Linked DNA regions of Sus scrofa: regions 1 and 2 are each linked to region 3. A link is a contact called in public HiChIP or PLAC-seq and promoter capture Hi-C data. All regions are on one chromosome and are shown on one strand. The core of a region is the stretch at or near the end of the contact, and the rest is flanking DNA. Distances in the headings are between cores, read along the strand shown.

Region 1 (2,700 bases), core at 56-2,555, 450 kb before region 3:
AATCCAACTACGACATCCAATTAAATGCCCTAATTTTGTACGTACAGCTCCATAACTGTTTACATGTTTACACATATCCGTACAGCCCTCCTCCTCTAATCACTTTGTTTTTTCAAATATTGTCATCTGACATCCCAACCAAATCTCTCTCCTTGGGGAGGGACGAGCTCCCTAGGCTCCCTTAAGAAGATGCGTGGATTTCAAAAGAAAAAAACCCTTTCCCGGGGGACGGGAATGGCAGCACGTAAATCCTAAAGCGGAGGAGAGGACACGGCCCGGCACTCGGTTCTGAGACAAAGATCAGAACCACCAACCTCAATAAACATACAAAGAAGAAATAACAAAAGCTACCGCTCCAGGGGGTGGGGGGCGAGGGCACCCGAGAAAGACGTTAGAAACGGATGACACGGCGGCGGAGCCGGCAGCAAGGCCACCTAGCCGGGACACGCGGCGACTTTCCCCGGCCTCGCAAGGTTGCGGGGAGGCGGGCTCCAAGCGACACCGCCAAGCCCCTTCCCGAACCTGCAAGCTGGGGATAGGGAGCGGCGGATCCGGCGACAATAAAAAGGAGGGAGGAGTCACCCTACCTCTGCCTGTGCGCGCCGCTCCGCCGAGCGCGGGGAGGCGGCGGGCGGTGCGGGGACCCGCAGCGACGCCGCGCGCGCCCCGGCCGCGGCGCCCTGCGGGGGTTGACGCAGCGCGGGCAGCGAGGCCGCGGCGGCGGCGGCGGCGGCGACAGCAACGCCGGCAGCCGCGGCGAGAGCAACGCCGGCACCGCAGTAGCGGCTGCGAAACGCCGGCTCCCCTCCCACCTCCGCCCGCCCCTTCCTCCGCAGTCTCGGCCCCCTCCCCGCGCCCGGCAGCGCTGCGTCTCACCTGCAGGTGACCTGTTTAGTCCAGCCGCCGCCGCCGCTGTCGCTGCCGCCTCCCCCGCCCCCCGCCCCCGGGGACGGGGAGGTGACTGCGGGGATAGGGGTGGGGGAGGCCGCTGCCACCGCCGCTGCTGCCGCTCCTGCTCCGGGTGTTGTGGCTGTTGTTCCGGGAGCTGCAGCCTCCGCCATTACTGTTTATCCCACACAGCAATGGCGCCGGAACTTCCGGGATCACATAGTTCCGGTCCGGCTGCGGGGAGAAGGCGGCGAGGCCAGGGGTAGGGAGGGGAAGGACACTGAGGCGGCCGCTCGCTCCCCGCGGCCCCGCGTCGCGTCTCGGAGCTTTCTCGCAGCTCGAAGTGCGGGCCAGAGCTGGAGAGCCCCCCGGGCACGCCCCCCCAGCGCGCTGATTGGTGGGCGAGGCAGCTCCGCCTGAGAGGGGCGGGGCTGGGGCGGGCTTCCCCAGGCTGCCCCTCCCCTCAGCTACCCACTACTGCCCCCAGGCTTCAAGTCTAGGGAACCAAAGTCCTCACTTTGCAGGGCTCTGACCCAGAACACTTCCCCCAGGGTGCCTGATGCAGTGGAGGGGGGGAGTGGGACTGGGGTTCTGGGTTTGAATCCAGACTTTCCAGGCTCTACACTGTGAACTTGGGCTAGATACCAATTTTCTCCCGGCTTCAGGTTCCTTATATCAAATGGGGATGAGTAGGTCCTACCACATAGGGTTGCTATGTGGTAGGTATGTATCGCAGTCACTGAACATAGCGCCTGGCGGGACTGAACACGTCTTCTCCTTTCAACCAAAGTTGTTAATAATGTTCTCTCCGTGGAGTTCCCTCGTCATCCAGCAGGTTAAGGATCTATCGTTGTCACTGCACTGCCCAGGTTGCTGCTGTGGATAGGGTTTGATCCCTGGCCCAGGAACGTCCACTTGCCTGGGGCACACACATAAAAAGTGTTATCCCTTAAATCCAAGAGAATAGCAAGATGGCTAAGCAAAGTCTGTGGAGTCAGCTGTCTGTCACTTCTAGGCTTCTGCCCAGACCCAGCAACGTGTTTTGGAGCAAGCCAACTTACCTTAATGCTCCTGCTTTCCATCTGTAAAAGAAGTGATGTTGCAGAAACTCTGTCCACTGGTGCCAAATAGAAATGTGGAGGCGGGGAGATAGGGAAAAAAAATCTTTATTACTTTGCCAGGCAAAGGAGACCACAGCAGGTTAAAGGTCTAAAGTCTGGAAGAGAATTGGAGGTAGTTTTATAGTTGGGGAGTGGAAAATAAGGCTACATATAAGGATCAGTGTAAACGCAAGCTTATATTCTTCTTCTAAGCTGGTGTTTAGTGGCCTCAGGACTGGTTCCGATGGTCCTCCTTTCTGGAACAAGAATGCTTCATCAAGTAGTTAACATCTTTCACTTATTGGGGGTTTTAGTTCTGCAGAAGAGCTCAAAGATATTGTTATGTATATTCCTGGAGGAGGAACCAAGACCCTGCCCCAAGGCTACACTATTGTTTCTTGACTGCTCCTCCCTGGTCTCTGCATCCCCCCCCTCTCTTCCCTAATTAGCAACTTTTGAACCTGCCCTTCAGGGATTCAGGGAAGGTCCTGGAGGCTGAATCAGACCTATTTTCTAAAAACAAGAAGTGAGGGACACTGAAAGGCTTTTCTGCCCAGGAGCCCCACAGAGTCCTGCTCGGTTTCAACAATATTAAAATAAGAATAGCTGTACCTACCCAGAGATGGTTGTGAAAATTAAATGAGAGTCCATGTAAAACCCTTAGAATGGTGCTTCACACTGCAGTTTTAACTTAATAGACAAGAACAAAAGC
Region 2 (2,700 bases), core at 61-2,560, 270 kb before region 3:
GCTTTATGTAAGTCTCTCCAGGGCAAGAGGTTTTCAGTTACAGGGCACATAGGGGCTCATATCTTGCCACAGGAGTGTCAGTTACACTCAATGCACTCAAGTCCCTAAATTCAGGTCTACATTTCTCTCCATAAGTTACCTACTTTTTATGCTTATCATTCAAGGTGAAGTCTTCAGTGCTTGTCAAGCGATCCATTTCAAATGGCAATCTCCAAGGCTTGAGGCTGGAAGGCTGTTTATAATCTAACCAAATCTAGAAGTTTTAATTTGGGGGTGGGGGAGGGGAGTCTAGAGAAGCTTGGAGTTTATTAAGAGACAAAAGCAACGAATCCACGTATGGCTCAGGATAAAGGCATGAGGAGCACTGTATAAACTGGGGACCTGCACTGTATAAACTGTGGGAGTACCATTTGGGAACCACTGGCTGCATAACAACAATACAGCAATGAAGCCTTTAAAGAAATAATTTTGTGGGAGTTCCCATCGTGGGTCAGTGGTTAAGGAATCCGACTAAGAACCATGAGGTTGCGGGTTCGGTCCCTGCCCTTGCTCAGTGGGTTAACGATCCGGCGTTGCCGTGAGCTGTGGTGTAGGTTGCAGACGCGGCTCGGATCCCAAGTTGCTGTGGCTCTGGTGCAGGCCGGTGGCTACAGCTCCGATTAGATCCCTAGGCTGGGAACCTCCATATGCCGCGGAAGCGGCCCAAGAAATGGCAAAAAGACAAAAAATAAAAATAAAGAAATCATTGTGAGCCTTTGCAGAAGAGAAGACTAGAAGGATTAGCTTTGGGAAGGACACACGGTTCAGAAAAGATTTGCAGCCTCAGAGCGTCTGGAAGCGTAGTTAATTCAGGAAGAGCTGACAGGGCGCGGGTGGCGCGGGTGTCCAGATGGTGGGGTAACGGGTGGTGGGGTAACGCTGTCCAGATCAGCACAGTGAGCTGTGACCCGGTCACGAGTTTCTTAGCCCACACGAAACAAAGGGGTTCCAGAAGCCAAGCGCCAAGGCGCTGCGCGCCTATCCGGGGGCGAAGCGCGTGGCTCCATCCAGCCCAGCTCACCCGGGCCGTCTACACCACTCGTCTATCAGAAGCGCCTCTGGACCCTCAAGCCGGGGGCCTCCTGGCGTATGCTCTCGCGCCAGGAGAAAAACCAGGACACCGATGTGGGGCGGGACCTACAGCTTCCCCACCCGCCCCGGTACGTCACGCTCCAGGCGTTGCGCGAGGAGGTGCAGTGACGTAACTGGGCGGGGCGCCAAGGGGAAGTGACGTAAGGAGGGGGGTGAGGCCAGGGTCAGTCGTCCGGACGCTAGCTGGCATGTCTCCTCTGCAGCGGCTGGCGCCTTTCACGCGCGTTGGAGGCCGTTTCCTCAGAGGCCGTGGCGCGGGGGTAGCTGGAGGCGGTGGAGTCCGTCAGTGAGTACTCGGTGGGGGTTGGGGACTTAGCTTGTCTCTAACAGAAAGCACCAGTCTTAGGGACGCCCTCACCTTGACGCCTAGCGCCGGTGGCAGCTCCGAGTCTACAGCGACTTCCGCCCTGAGGCCTGCTGGGACGTGTAGTCTGACCGCTCGCGAAGCGGGGGCTTGGGACAGCGGGGCTCGTGGGGACGGGGAAGCGCAGCTCGCGGGGCCAATTGAAGTCTGTATCGGGCCCTCCTGGCCCCGGGGGGAGCCTGCCCCTGAGAAATTGACAGTCGAATGTGGACGCAGCAAAAGCTCTTCTGGAAGCGAGAGCAGGAGTTGGGGAGGCGAGGGCGTGCTTTGCAGTTGGAAGCGTCAAGTGAGGCTGGAGAGTTTGGACGTGGTGAGGGAATGGTAGAAGGTCCTGATGCCTGGCTGAGGGATTTCGAACAGAGGCGATGTCGGTCATTGATAGGTTTTAATCAGATGTCACGTGGCCAGATTTTAATTTTGAAAAATTACTGTGGTTGCGGAGTGGAGAGTTAAGTTCTCTAAGGTGGGGGCGTGGAGGCGGTCTCCCACAAAGAGTTTTTGCCCACAGCCTATAGTTTAGAGTTCCCCTTTGCAACACGAGAATTTAAGAGAGGAGCAAAAGCAGTCACCCGTGAGGTAGCTAAAGAGGCCGATTGGAGGAGTTCCCATTGTGGCTCAGCGGAAATGAACCTGACTAGTATCCATGAGGACACAGGTGTTTAGATCCCTGGACTCGCTCAGTGGGTTAAAAATCCGGCGTTTTGGTGAGCTGTGGCGTAGGTTGCAGTCACGACTGGGATCTGGCGTGGCTGTGGCTGTGGCATAGGTTGGCAGCTGCAGCTCGGATTTGACCCCTAGCCTAGGAAGTTTCATGATCTCTTAATAACTCAGGTTTCTCAACCATGTAATGGGGATAATAGTGTTGACTTACAGAGAACTAAATGAATAACAAATCTCTAAAATGTTTGAAGACAGTTGCTGGTGCCCAGTAAGGACATTACAAGTATTGTTTAGCTGTTATTAATAATAATAGGGAACCTGAGACCCAGGAAAATTAAAAATTAAAATTAAAGGAGTGGCTTGCTTAAAGCCATATGTCTGTCCCATATGGAGCTGGGACAGGTGTAGAGTGGGAAGAAGGAAAAGCTATGTGTGACCTGAGCAAGGAGAGAGATGGAGAACCAGCAATAGCCCTGGGCTCCACATAGGAAGGCTAGTAGGTGTGCCTCTTCACTGAAGTCTCAAGTACTTCCATGACACACCTT
Region 3 (2,700 bases), core at 129-2,628:
AAAAAAAAAAAAAAAAAAAAGAAAAAAAAAAAAGAGATGCCTGTATTAAAGACATTAAAGTAAAAGGCAAATAAATTCAATTTTTATTCACTGAAGCCGTTCTAAGGGGTACAGAATAGTCACTTAAAAATCTGAAAGCAAACAGTATCATGAAAAATTAACTGGACTTGAAAGGCTAAGCAAAAACAAATTTCTCAAAAGTGCTAGAGCAAAGCATGTTAAGCCCAAATGAGAAAATCCCCATATTTTTACTTAGCATGACAGTACAACTTTCTTTGATCTTTTGGATAGATCTGAAGCATTTAAAAGGTCGGGCTTAATAACTGGCTTTGGATTAGGTTTGCCTTTTTTCTTTGAAAAGTGCAGCTGATGTACAGGAGTTCTTAACCTAGGTATCCTCAGTGTGGTGAATTCCGTGGAACTTTAAAAGTATATACTGAAATGTGTGTGTGTAAATATTGCTGGGGAGAGAGGTTTCTCAAAAACCACTGGTTAGTGAAGACTGCCACCCTTGGAGTAGAAATGCTGGTTGGAATCTGGCTTCCGTACTTTAACGGCCACATCGTGTTTGTAGTAGCACCTATTCTTTGCCTTCGTTTTCTCATTTACTACAGAAGACAGTTACACTGCTTCACTGCGTTGTGAGGCTGACAAGCAAAACTCATGGCACAGGGCCTGCCATGATAATCGTCAGGCCTCAAGGAATTCACACACGGTGCAAACGTATTTCACAGGAAAACCGTCTAAACACAATGCTTTATTACTTTTAAAGCCCGGCACCGATTATTTTACTGGGTCAGAGAGAAATGAATGGCTCTGAATACAGATCAAGCTTTATTCCGTTCAACAGAACACCACCAACCCCCTCCAACTGCTTCGATCACGCCTGCCTGTGATGGAAGCAACAATGTGAAGTCAACTGATGGGCATTTCGCTAATATTTTTCTTAAATATTATTTTATTATATTTCTCTTAAGCTGATAGCAAAACCAGTCTGCACCCGCCACCCGCCATAGCTACGGTGCAGAAGGCCGTTTGATGAGCAGAGAAACTGAACCTTGTACGCTGCCTAATCAGGAAGAGAGTAAGTGCGGCAGAGAGAAAACTACGCTACTTTGGTAAATTCCCCAAGTTATGCAGGAAAAGGCCAAGTTGTTTGGGTGATACCTGTGAGACCGCCGAGCTGGTTAATGAAATTGATTCGTCCTATTCGGGGCGACTCTACAAGGCTGGAGACCTCCGCAGGAGCTCTAAAGCCATCGCGCATAGGTCACCACCGACCCCCTAAAAGTCACGAACAGCCTTACCTAGACGTGCCCTTCCTCTGCCGCGCGCCCGCTTCCCGGAAGACCCGCCCCCGGGCCCGCCCCCAAGCTTCCGCCCGAGACTTCAGCGAAGAGCAGTAGAGAAACGGAAACTTGGCGGCTAGAGCGAAGCCTTAGTGAGAGACTCGGAACTCCTGACGTCACACCTGACGCCGCTCAGGGAGGTCGGCCCCTCCAGGTGAGCGGAGGACTGATGCGGCTTCCAGGAGTGAGAAGCCCGGCTTTCCTGGGGGATACTGCGGGGTTCGCTCACTGTGTTTTGTTGGACACGGCTGTAGCGCTGACCCCCAAACCTCCGAGGCAATAGTTTGCGTGTGCCATGTGGTGGAGAATGAAGTGCATTTCTTTTTTCTTTTCCTCCACTTTCTTTGTGTTTTCGTTCTCTTTTCATCCAGCTTAGGCCTTAACCTGTTAACAAGTGCATTTCCCGACCTCAGGGGCTGAAGAGTCTCCTGACCCACCGGGAGTGCCATTCTTCTCCCTCCCACAAATCGGCTCACCCTCTGATAATCATTTAGTGTCACCTCTAGGAGGCCATTTCTGATACTCCTTTGCTGGATTAGGGCCACTGTTTGCAGCACTCTGTGTCTTTCTCTCCCACTGGCCTGGAAGCTTCTTCAAGGAAGTAGGATGGAATACTTGTCTGACTCCTCAGGAGTTACCTAGACTCCTCTGGGCAGATAGTAGAACATTGACAGTAAATCTCTCAAGCAAGCCACATTCCATAGACATCGTATGAAACACTTGTTTAATGTTCAGTAGTTCAGCTGAGAACACCACTTATTTTCCAAGTCAATGAATACTCTAAAGTGTACCTCTGGAATTAAGGCAAGTTAGCGGTGAGCTATATACCTTCAGGTTATTTTGTTGACACCCTCTTCCCTCCTATAGACTTTTGTTTTGTCGTGTTTTGACATTTTATCAATATATGCTATAGAATTTGTTTTTATCAAGTTAGGTTTTGACACGTTATCAACCCATGATGTAATTAGTAGCCTTATTAACTTGGGTCTAGCTTAAGGAGTTGACACAGGGTAGAATTCCCGTCGTGGCTCAGTGGTTAATGAATCTGACTAGGAACCATGAGGTTGAGGGTTCGATTCCCGGCCTTGCTCAGTGGGTTAAAGGATCTGGCGTTCCCTTGAGCTGTGGTGTAGGTCGAAGATGAGGCTTGGATCCTTCGTTGCTGTGGCTCTGGCGTAGGCTCGCTGCTACAGCTCAGATTAGACCCCTAGCCTAGGAACCTCCGTGCACCGCAGGAGCGGCCCTAGAAAAGGCAAAAAAGACAAAAAAAAAAAAAAAAAAAAGTTGACACAGGGTATACTGAGGATACCATTCATAGCTCAGTACAAAAAAATATCCTGGGTAGGAATTT

What was found. Promoter capture Hi-C pulls out the DNA fragments that hold promoters and counts their contacts. HiChIP or PLAC-seq counts read pairs in DNA pulled down with a chosen protein or histone mark.
Region 1: a contact with region 3 is called in an H3K27ac HiChIP or PLAC-seq map of alveolar macrophages. The contact joins the promoter of MKRN1 here to the promoter of MRPS33 in region 3. A contact is called at or near these places in 2 of 5 promoter capture datasets (fetal liver and liver), 2 of 47 Hi-C or Micro-C datasets (embryonic fibroblasts and heart right ventricle) and 1 of 2 datasets of contacts at active chromatin or transcription factors (alveolar macrophages).
Region 2: a contact with region 3 is called in a promoter capture Hi-C map of liver, with 8 times the contacts expected there. The contact joins the promoter of NDUFB2 here to the promoter of MRPS33 in region 3. A contact is called at or near these places in 2 of 5 promoter capture datasets (fetal liver and liver) and 2 of 2 datasets of contacts at active chromatin or transcription factors (alveolar macrophages and skeletal muscle).

What each region holds. Positions count from the first base shown.
Region 1 is chr18:9,332,242-9,334,941 of Sscrofa11.1, reverse strand. MKRN1 (E3 ubiquitin-protein ligase makorin-1) reads right to left here and starts at 1,305. Exons shown (of 8, transcript XM_003134608.4): 1 at 877-1,305. The coding sequence starts at 1,061.
Region 2 is chr18:9,149,123-9,151,822 of Sscrofa11.1, reverse strand. NDUFB2 (NADH:ubiquinone oxidoreductase subunit B2) reads left to right here and starts at 1,310. Exons shown (of 4, transcript NM_001244885.1): 1 at 1,310-1,417. The coding sequence starts at 1,320.
Region 3 is chr18:8,882,117-8,884,816 of Sscrofa11.1, reverse strand. It overlaps MRPS33 (28S ribosomal protein S33, mitochondrial), which reads right to left and starts at 1,378. Exons shown (of 4, transcript XM_003360108.4): 1 at 1,308-1,378.